Regions from separate parts of the Zea mays genome. Here all the other regions are linked to region 3. Evidence: chromatin contacts called from public Hi-C data. All regions are on one chromosome and are shown on one strand. Each heading gives the region's core, a stretch centred on a gene start, on an enhancer-like site or on the middle of the called end of the contact. The rest is flanking DNA. Distances are from core to core; before and after follow the strand shown. Region 1 holds the start of LOC100282041 (cation cation antiporter). Region 2 holds the start of LOC103627615 (transcription factor bHLH49). Region 3 holds the start of LOC100281409. Region 4 holds the start of LOC103627618.

Evidence for each region. A called contact is a pair of places that touch in the nucleus more often than the background predicts.
Region 1: a contact with region 3 is called in a Hi-C map of leaf, with 3 times the contacts expected there. The contact joins the promoter of LOC100282041 here to the promoter of LOC100281409 in region 3. A contact is called at or near these places in 2 of 25 Hi-C or Micro-C datasets (ear and leaf).
Region 2: a Hi-C map of leaf shows a contact between it and region 3, with 6 times the contacts expected there. The contact joins the promoter of LOC103627615 here to the promoter of LOC100281409 in region 3. A contact is called at or near these places in 11 of 25 Hi-C or Micro-C datasets (ear, endosperm, leaf and 1 more) and 1 of 3 datasets of contacts at active chromatin or transcription factors (leaf).
Region 4: a Hi-C map of leaf shows a contact between it and region 3, with 6 times the contacts expected there. The contact joins the promoter of LOC103627618 here to the promoter of LOC100281409 in region 3. A contact is called at or near these places in 2 of 25 Hi-C or Micro-C datasets (ear and leaf).

The regions. Positions count from the first base shown.
Region 1 is chr5:208,956,217-208,958,916 of Zm-B73-REFERENCE-NAM-5.0, reverse strand. It overlaps LOC100282041 (cation cation antiporter), which reads right to left and starts at 1,414. Exons shown (of 8, transcript NM_001154954.1): 1 at 965-1,414; 2 at 639-736; 3 at 397-464. The coding sequence starts at 722.
Region 2 is chr5:209,022,988-209,025,687 of Zm-B73-REFERENCE-NAM-5.0, reverse strand. It overlaps LOC103627615 (transcription factor bHLH49), which reads left to right and starts at 1,444. Exons shown (of 6, transcript NM_001301516.1): 1 at 1,444-1,739; 2 at 1,836-2,063; 3 at 2,193-2,327; 4 at 2,430-2,700. The coding sequence starts at 1,482.
Region 3 is chr5:209,158,926-209,161,625 of Zm-B73-REFERENCE-NAM-5.0, reverse strand. LOC100281409 reads left to right here and starts at 1,391. Exons shown (of 7, transcript NM_001154327.3): 1 at 1,391-1,664; 2 at 1,763-1,879.
Region 4 is chr5:209,298,159-209,300,858 of Zm-B73-REFERENCE-NAM-5.0, reverse strand. It overlaps LOC103627618, which reads right to left and starts at 1,317. Exons shown (of 8, transcript XM_008647912.4): 1 at 909-1,317; 2 at 737-832; 3 at 68-178. The coding sequence starts at 1,145.

The sequences.
Region 1 (2,700 bases), core at 165-2,664, 200 kb after region 3:
CAATGCCAGTATCAGACAAATCGAAATAGCAGCAAAATGCAAAAGGCTTATCAGAATGTACTCTTAACTGGCAACTAATACTCCCTGCACAGGTTTCAGGATTTTACATTGATGCAAAATGCATAAAAGTGGATTATGTATTAATAGTGTCCTGTTTTTGTTTGCCAAAAATTGGATAGTGATACTGATTCATGATCAAGATCAGTTTCAAGATTTATGTATAATAGTTTCCTGTTTTTGTTTGCCGCTGCCGTATAGAAGATTATTTTCCTTTTTCGTTCAAACAAGGGAACCTTAAGAAACATTTGGTGGAGCACAAATAACCACCACATGACTAATCTGTATATCAGTATCCCCCAAAAAAACTCGGATGCTATGCCATTGCTGAGGATGCACCTTGATATCCCTTCTGGTGTTGTCTCAGCTCCTAGCTGCTCCAACAGCTCCCGCGCTGTGGTTACATACTGCACTTGAATAGACATCATATGTTAATACTAAAACAGAACAGTCTGAGATTGTTCTCAATCTCTAATAAGAAACAGAATGAGGCTGCACTACTTCCTCCTTTTCCTTCAAATCAATTACACAGGATGAAAACCAAACTATCTAAGATATTAATATTAGCTACTCTTACATACATAGACAAGTTTAGCCTGATTTTGCTGCCGTGGAGCAGCCTCCAACAGCCTTATAAGGTTCACTTCCACCTTATTGAGCCTCATGTTGATGTAGCGAGCTTGACGAGGAGCATTGCGTGTTCACAGGCGGATTAAGTAAAGTTAGTTCATGGGTGTACAAATGTATAGCCAATAAAGTTTGGAAGAAAAAAAAACGAAGTTAGGGCTGATTTGGTGTATAGCAAATAGCAAGGGGATTACTCCCCATGGATCACCCTGTCCACCAAATCAGTCCCGTAGTAAAAACACATGTATACATTTGCCAAAAATACAAATGTATACATTACCGTAGTAATTATATCAGATCTGGAATTCTGGATACGAATAGCCAAACAGTAGGGTTCGCGCAAGAGCGGACCCAGTACAGGTACTGGCAGATCCAGGGTTCCAAAAGGCTGCACTAAGCGCACGCTTCAGCGCTAAGCGGGTAACGCTTCAGTTTGGGGCATAAGCGTTCCCAAAGCGGCGCGACCGCCTTGGTGGAGCAGCGGCCGCTGGCGCAGGGCGCAGTCGACGGTCCAGCGGAGGCGGAAGGGAAGCGGGAGGCGCGCACGCAGAGTCGCCGGCAGCCAGCAGGTGTGCGGAGGACCGGAGGCGAAGGCGCGAGGCGACTGGCAGGAGGGGGAGCCGCTGACGACGACGCCGAACCTGGGACTGCCCGTCTGGCGTCTGCCCCTCCGTCGCTGAGAGCCGCCTGCGTGTGCCGAGCACGATTTTTTTTTTTTTTGGTACGAGAGATTTTAATTTTTGCCATTACAAAAAATAAAAATAGTCTTCGCAAAATTGTTTCATAGGCTGTAGGCTCAGAAACGACGTACACTGCTCGGTGCGCCTGGATACAGATGTCTGATTCCCACCTATTGAATTGAATTCCAATCGATTAATTGTAATTTTAGTACATATCAATTAAATTTAATATAAAGCTATTTCCAACCATTTTCCTCCCAACTCCATTAAACTAATATAAAGCTATTTCCAACCATTTTCCTCCCAACTCCAACTATTCGTAATTTCTATTCATATTTAAATACATCCTCAACTATTTTTCTACTTATTTCTCCTTCTCTGCAACCATTTCCCCTATTCAGTTTCATCTTTACTCTTTAACTGAAATATTTGTCTTTTATATATTAATTTTCAAAGTTTTAAAAATATTACCATATTTGTAGTACCGTAATATATATTATTATCAAATTGTTAATATGTAAACTGGTTCATTTTGTAACTAAACATAATAATTAACGGATGTGGAGATTAGAGCTCCCCATCAACAAAGGGAAGATCTTCTCTCTCCACCCGCGGAGGGCTCCCGAGGGGGCGTCGTTGAAGCCGGTCGGCCGGGGAGCACAGCTCCACCCCGGAGCCGACAAAGGGAGGGTCAGTGGACTATTGGAGCCCCATTAGGACTGGACCGCAGTCTAATTGGTTAGTTCACCAGGTGTGCGAGCGACCAGATTTGATCCCATGATCGACACCCCATGCCTTACTTTGGGTTTTTTTCCCGATAGTGTTTACACACACGTGCACGTTTAGTGGTTCTACATGTTTTCCATGCACTAGGAGTTTAGGCCTCCCAATCTCTTTCTAATGTGTGTATTGGACCCTCGCTAATATGTATGGTTGTGGTGTGGCGAGTGTCCGTGGCGTCGTTGTACCCTATCAAAAAAATAAGCTAATATGATAGTGTGTGATATATTTGCATATTGTTGTTACCTATATGGCTATATGTGGGAGATATATAAGTGCTACATTTTTACAATAGTGAAGTGTCGTGGTTTCGAAAACCGGGGGACAATAAGATTTGTGTTCGACAGGGGTGCTAACGCGGACTCACTCTGAATGGTGAGCCACGGGGGGCTCGAAGGTGGATCTGAGATAGGGGTTATACTGGTTCAGACTTACGCCCTAGTCCAGTATAGTATTGATCGAATGATCGTAGTATTGCTTGATGCATCTTACAGTTGAGTGCTTGTGTGTAGAAGATGGGGTTGTCTTGCCCTTTTATAGCTCAAGGGTAGATTTT
Region 2 (2,700 bases), core at 195-2,694, 140 kb after region 3:
TTTTGTAATGATCAAACTTTGCTCCGGTAGTTTGGGAGTTTGTATGATAATGTTATAGGTTATTCACCCCATATAGCAATCTAAGTTCTTTCGAGTGGTATGAGAGCTTGGTTGCCACAAATTTCAAGGCTCAATAACCTATGGTGTAAAAGATGGTAAGCCACCTCATTTTCATTTTCGCAGAACAAATTATGATTATTGAAAAAAAAAGATGATATGTTTGTATTTGAAGATATGAGCCCAGTTTTTTTTGTTATTATAAAGCTCGTTTCCGGCGGCTTCGACATAATATTCGCTACAATCTGAGAATCGATAAAACAGTCATTTGTAGCCAACTTAATCCATTTAATTTTTTACAACCACGTGAACCGACCATTTTGTCCCTGCTCTGTTTTGGGATGATGATCTACCAGCAGTCCAGGGCGCTGTGAATTCCTTGCCGGTGCTCACTTTGCCCAGCGGAGCAAAGTTCATGGTGCTTTGGTCCCTTCATCCGCCGCTGCCTTGTTATTCATGCTTTCAAGGTTTATCCTTGCTTAACGAAGAGAGACAGTTTGGCTGGCCTCCCCGCTGGCGTGGCGAGGTTGGCTGGCTTTGCCGAAGGAGGCAACATGGTGAGAGATCCAACACGTACATACGTGTTACTGTGGAATTTGGAAAGCTGACGTGGCAGATAACGTGTGGTCAGGCCAGAACAGAGGAGATAGAGCTGTCCAAGCTGTTATTGCTTGCAGCAGGCTCCGTCCTTTTGCAGCATCACCATCAGGGGAAATTCAGAATGGCTGTGAGCAACACTGCACACGCACAGCACAGCTAGAAGCCAACCCTGAGTAGTTGATACTAGTTCTTCCCCAGCCATTCCTGAGCCTCAAAAGAGAAGCCTTTGCCGCTTGCACTCTTTTCATACCTCCCCGATCTCCATCGAAAGCTTCGTATGGAACGCGTGAAATTTTGAAGATGCCTATGCATGAATTACAAGATGCTAAAAAAAGCTGGCTTTGGGGATGCCCTGATGCGTTGCAGTTTATGCGTAACTGAAGGCACTCGGCCCCGGGCAAATTGGGACCCTACAATATTGCCAGCTGAAACACACCACCGTGCCCAGCCCCAGCCCTACCTCACATGATCGCACCGCACCTAAAGGGAGGGCCAAATCCAATCTCAATCTCCCACGGCCAAGTACCATCACCCCCACCCCAACGAAAGGGAGCCGGGCTCCCCTATCTATATCCACCCGTCCTTCTCCCTATATATATGGATTGGGAAATTTTTCAGGAGGGCAGAGAAGCGAAAGGGACGCGCAAGCTCCTTCACCCACCCTCCCCCACGCCACACGCTCCTCCTACATAACCACGCTGCTTCGATTCACTCCTCATCGGTGGCTCACGACCGAGCTGCTGAGGCAAAGCTTGTCCCGCAGTCCTTCCCTTAGCCTTAACACTCGGAGTTGATCCCGTCTCCGGGGGAAGCAGCTGGTAATAATGGCGCGGTGCCAGGGGACCGTTGAGAGCCTCTGCCAGGGGCTGCTCGACCTCGACGACGACAAGTTCGGTGCAATGTGCAGCGCCTTCGGCTACCTCCAGGAGTGGCCGGACCTGGGTGCCGCCATGTGCGGCGCCAATCTCGCCGTGCCGCCTGCCGTGGCGACGCCGAGCGCCGGCGACGGCAACGATTCCTCCTCTTGCAGCGTCAGCGGCGGGTTGAGGAAGAGGAGGCCGGACGCGTACCTCGATGCCAAGGTGAGAGGTTCAGGCATGGACGGCGGTGCTGCTTCTGCTGAATTGTCAAGTCTTTGACTGACAGTTGTGTGTCAAAAAAAAAACTGAAATTGGCAGGGTGGTGCGAACGGCATGAACAAGAGACCCAGAGGGAAGCAGCAGCCGTCTGGCCTCTCTGAGATCGCGGCGGCGCCCGGGAAAGGGAAGCAGGAGAGGCCAAAGGCTGGCACCAAGAAGAAGGCCGAGGCTGCGGCGGCGGCGGCGGCTGCCGGCCAGAAGACCGACTACATCCACGTCCGGGCCCGCCGCGGCCAGGCCACGGACAGCCACAGCCTCGCCGAGCGGGTAATATTAACAGCCGCATTACTGAACAAACTTTTTTTTTTGCGTGCTCCATGCTGCTCTGCTCGTTCGTGGGCACCGACGACCCTGCCGCGTGCGTCAGAACTCATGGCCTGATGGATTGGCGCGCAGGTGAGGAGGGAGAGGATCAGCGAGCGGATGCGGTACCTGCAGGAGCTGGTGCCCGGGTGCAGCAAGGTCACGGGCAAGGCCGGCATGCTCGACGAGATCATCAACTACGTCCAGTCCCTGCAGAAGCAAGTCGAGGTACCGACCCACCGGCACCGTCCTGCTTCATCTTCCCCGCTTCTCCCAGCTAGCCAGCTAGTTATTCCGCGATCGCTCACCGCCGGGTCTCCTTGCGCGCAGTTCTTGTCCATGAAGATCGCCGCTTCCAACCCGGTGGTGAGCTTCGACATCGTCGAGGACCTCTTCGGCCGCCAGCTGAAGCAGGCGTGCGGCCCGGCGGCCGGCCAGCTGGAGCCGTCCTGCCTTCAGATGAGCATGAGCCCCATGCAGCAGGTAGTGCACCCGTCTGCAGCGGCGGGCTCCACTGGCTTTGGGCCGCTGGACATGGTCCTCAGCAACCTGTACGCGCCCGCCGCCGCAAGCTGCCCTGTGTCGGCTGCCCCGTCGGTCT
Region 3 (2,700 bases), core at 142-2,641:
ACGGACAGAAACGGTCGCGCCATTAGAACGGGAAATCGACCAGTAACTGACGTCTGTTACCAGGCAGAAGACAGGAAACAGACGGTCACAGACAAAATGTGCAACCGTTTGAAAGAAATATTCGGACAAAAATCTGATTTACCACGAGCCACGCACCGACGCGCGCATGTAGGGGCTCTTCATTCTTTTCTTAACTTCTCAATAGATGCACTAATAATCGACCTATTTAACTCGATTGATTTGTCCATTGAACATACAATGTGGTGTTAATTTATTAGTACACCATAACATTATAACATTTAAAGTGAGTTATTAGCATTGACTATTATTGAATATTAATTGGATCAAACCCATATTTATCCAACAATTACACACGATTGATTGGAACTACGATCATGAGAAACAATAATACCAAAATTACACGTGACTGGTTGAAACTATTTCCCGCCTTTTCTATTATATGATCACGCTCCTGCAGACAAAACCGTAGTGTTGGCCGTACACTGAGCCTGGAGCAAAATTTGTTGAAGATACACGTACTGTAACGATGTAGGCACATAAAACACGCTTCAGCGTATGGAGAACAAGCCGTTTCGTTTTTTTTTAAAACGTTTTGTTGATCAAAATTTGACTTGTATATTTTTAAAATTTAAACCGAAAAATTTACCGGCTTCGGGTAAAGGGCGGACGAGAACCCGAGAAGTTCCTCCCTGACAGCGACACATTCGTGTAAAAAAGCGTAGGTCGATCTCTACGTGTTTGGTTCACGAATCACGAGTGCTGACTGCTGAATCGGATCGGTCGGCTGGTGCTTTAATTCACTGCTCACTGGCTTACTCTACTAACCTGCTGTCGTAATCCCGCGACGCAACCTGCTTCCTGCTGCTAATCCGTTGCTGTCTTTGTCTTCAATTTAATCCCGCGGTGCCGGCGGGCGGGCAGCGCATGTCGCGCGCGGAGGCCAGAGGTCGGAGGCCGGGGAGAGCCCTCCGGCTCCGGCCGGGGTGGTTGGCCGACCGTCGCGGGGGCGGGAGCCGCGTCGCGCTCACCGCGCTCGCAAATCATCGCGGAAGGTGGCGCGCTGGGGCCGCCGCACGCAGCCGCGGAGACCAGACCATCGCCTCACCATCGTCCCAGTCGCCACTCGCCACGCGGGCCCCGCCAACACAGCAACCTAATCTATCTCCCCGGTCTCCCTCAACCGAGAACGCAGGGAGAAACGGGGCCGGGCAGGTGGCGGGCCCCGTAAACCGCTAGGCCTGCGCGGAGGCGACGACCGGGAAGGTGATGGTGCGGTGGGCAGTGTGTGGGCTGCGCTGCGCAGTCGAAGAATTCAGACACGAGCCCGAAAAGAATAAAACACCAGCGTGCGCGGTGCCGTGCCGTGCCACTGCCTGCCCGCACCCCTTTCTCATCATTTCTTCCACGATCCCGTTCCATCCTCTCTCTCTCTCCTCGGCGCGGGCGCTATCTTTATCCGTCTCAGCCAGGGCGGGTCAGCACTCAGCAGGCGCGAGAGATACAGGAGAGAAACCGCAGGGCCGCCGCCGCCTTCCCTGATCGACCGCTCCCGCGTGCGGATTCAGGCGCCGGGCTTTCCAGCCATGGTTCAGTGAGCCGGGAGGAATCCTTGCGCTGCCGGAGAAGGATTATATTCGTCGGTGGTTCGTCTCTATCTCTCTATTTCTCTGCATACGTTGGTCGTTGGGTTGAGCTTGTGGTTGAGGGAGAGTTTCCATTCTGATGTTCTTCCCGGGGACAGGACAGGAGGTCCCTGCGTGCATCGATCGTCTCCCGGGTTTCCGAGAGCACCCTCCGCCCCCGGATTCACTGCTTCGATTGATTCGTCAAGCAAGCACAGGGATATCTTCACGAGAAGGTTAGCCGCCTTGTGCTCTGTTTATGCTACCACTGTCGGTGCTTGTTGATTGTTTGTAGGGTTTCTTCTATTCTCTCTGCTGTCCTTTTCATCAAGCAGTAAGTTCAATTCAGACGATTGCTCTATGTTATAGTGGAACATGTAAGGATTTTTGTCATTTCCATGAAATATGAGCGGTCCTGCTGTCTGATTTTGTACATTTTTTTAGAAAAAAAGAAAAATTCCGGGGAATGAATTGTTCTCCTACTCCTGTCCTGTTCTTTCCCGGGACCGAACCCCCCGACTTTTGTTTCTTCTACTAGGTCCACCCCTTATTATCTCATAAAAGCAGAAGGGTCGACCTGTACTGTTTCTCTTCTCCTACTTGTATTTTTCTATTTTTTTTGCACGAGCCACGAGTACTCGACCTGGTTGCTATTTTTGACTCATGGTGTTCTAGCAGTCGTTTCATGCCATCTAACTCGATAGAAAGACTCAGATAAGTGTAAACTAGTAGGGAATCGTGTTATAAAATAGATCTGTTTTATCTAGTTTTTCCTTTGGCTGGCATAGCACTTGCAGGATGTAAGCATGGTTCGTAGGGCTCAAAGGTTGTGAGTAGTATGGGAGTTGAAAGACGGACTGGTACAGTTGGTGCAGTGCGAAGGCCGAATCAAAATGTTCATTAGATTAGTTACATTGGAAATTTTGTCAAAGTGGTTTTAGAAGACGGTTTCTGGGCAAAGGGGGGAAAATGCTTATTGCTATTTTGAGAAAATGCACGAATATTGACAGTACATATCGTGATATGTCAAGGAGAGCAAGTATTGCAGTCAATATGC
Region 4 (2,700 bases), core at 68-2,567, 140 kb before region 3:
AGCCTCATAGCAGCAGCACCATTATAGGAGGTAACTAAAAGAAATACAAAAGGAGACTGTCCAATACCTGCATTCTTTTTCTAGCTAATTCATCCTCAAAGCGTAATGCTTGAGCTTTTACTTGTGCTTCTTGTTGCAAACTATTTCTGTAATCTTCAGCTTTTTTCTCCATCCTTTCCTGCAGATCAGATATTGAGGATCACCCAAGGGACATAAGTTCAGTGCTGGAAATCCACACCAAAGAACCACAATAGTTGGATGAACGCGCGCGTGCAGAGAGAGGGAGAAGTTGAAAAACTCTTAACACATCACCGATGTTCTACAGTTCTAACTTCTCATGTTGGTCAGTTGTCCATTTTGTATCCTGTGAAGTTGTGGAATTTTAAATTCGTAGTTACTTGCTATCCACGAAGGTCAGCCAGAGTTGTTTTGCACGTTCACTGTTTTGATGAAGCACACAATATTTCAAGTTTTGGCAATTGGCATCTCATTGTAAAGTTACTATGCTTTACTAATCCCAATTATAATGGTAAACCCAATCGTATGCAATTGATTTCCACAAAGTAAAGCGAGGAAGTTAGTCAGGCTGTTAGGCAAATAAGAGAACGTTCACTCATTCAGTAGTAGAGAGGTTCGGGTCGCGTGAGCAACCAATTTCTTCAGACGCAGCCGACGTCCTGGCTGCGACATTAACATCATGTGCATCAAGAAAGTGGATAAGGCGTCAGGAACTGACCATGTCCCTGAGCTTCTCGTAGATGGCGTATTGGACCTTCTCGGCCTCCAGCTCAGTAAGGCGTGTTTCCTCCTGCTTCCGCATCAGTCCAAACACCTGCACCCGAGCAACAACATGAACAACGTCAGGAGGGGCAGACCCGTTAGGTGGCGCAAAAGAGCGGGCACCTTGCCTGCTTGGCGAGCGGTGAGTTGTTGATCTCCCGCAGCGCTCGAGCCATGCGCTCCAGGGTCTCCGGGTCGCGGCCGAACGCGGAGGCTCCCAAATTGTCCTCGTCGCCTGGATTCGACGGCGGGGACTGGCGGCGGAAGAGGCCATCGGCGTAGGCGACGTTGGTGAGCGACGCCATTGCAGCGGCCGCGCCGGCGACAGCGCACACCGGCGAGCGCAGACGGAGGCGGCGCAGCATGACGAGGGAGGCGTAGAGACCCAGACACCCAGTCACCCTACCCAGGGCTTTTGGCGGTGCGTCGACTGGGAAAAGAGACGCGAGGGCCGAGGAGGAAGAAAGGAGCTGCGCCGCGAAGGGGTTCTCCGCTAGTTTCTGGCTAAACCCTCCGCTTTCTTTCTTCTTTACCAAGAGTTCAGCTTGACTTGGGCAGTTGGGCCTGCCGACATACCGACCCGGCAACCCGTTGGACACTGTCCCTCATAAGTCAGGACCAGTTTAGGCCTTGCTTGGCAAGACCCAACAAAGGCCCATAAACATGTGTAAATGACGAGCTTTGTTTCCCTATCGCTGGGCCTTTCCCGCTGCTCGTTAGGGAGCCAGGGTCCAAGTCTGAGTCCGAGCGGAGTGCGTCGAAGACGAGACCACCCATCGCCGTCGACCATCCGTACGAACTCTAGGTCATCGATAGTAGGTAGGTGACCCTTAGCCACGAGGGCTAGCTTAGGCCTTGCTTGTCAAGACCCAACAAAGGCCCATAAACATGTGTTAATGACAACCTTTGTTTCCCCATCATCGGGGCCTTCCTCACTCCTCGTTGCGGAGCTACAGTCCGAGTCTTGTGTCCAGGTAGAGTGCATCGAAGATGAGGTCCCCATCGTCGCCAACCATCCCTACGAACTCCAGACCATTGGTAGTAGGGAGGCGACCCTGAGCCATGAGGGTCGCAATCACCCCCGGGGCGTGGGGCAGGCGCTGTGGAAACACATCAGGGCTGCTGCCTGAGCCATCATGGCAGGGTAACCTTTCCTCGTTGTACATCACGAAAAGTTTCGCGTAGGGCGAGAAGAAGGCCCATAAATCATTATACGAGGGGTTGGCCCCATGTGGATTGCAATCTGTCGCCTTATCTCGTCGGTATCAGAAGGTGGAAATGGTCCATGTCCCGTACCTTGCCCGTGCGGGGCAAGGCTGAGGCCGCCAAGTGCCTCCGCAACAACATCAGGGTTTTCGGGCGAAGAAGGTCGGGCTGGCGGCGCCCAGACCATCTCGCCTTCTTCGTTGATGATGAAGTCGCTCCATGGGTCTAAGTATGGATGGCGACGGGTACATACCCGTCGGGTAGTACCATTCCATGCCTATATCCATAAAAAATTTCTACCTGTCGGGTTACCCATATATGCTCGCGGGTATAAAATCTTATCCATACCCATACCCGCACGGGTATTTTTACCCATCGGATAACCCGTACCTTCTAGGAAAGACTTGAATTCCAATATACTAATCACTCAAAATATTAAATAAACATACAAAAACAAGTTCAACTTCACATATAACAAATCAAATGATTACATAATTTGGTAGCTAGACAAATGATAGCTACAGAAGGGTTTTATTTTCGATAAGATGAGCTCTATTAGATGGTTATAATGGTATTGATGCGGGTATATTTTACCCATGGGTAGACGGGTATGGGTAGTACCAACCCGTACCCGTCTACCCAAACAGGTAGAAATTCTTTCCCACTAACATACCCGTGAGTAGAGAAATAATCTCGTCCCTGCCTCCATATCGG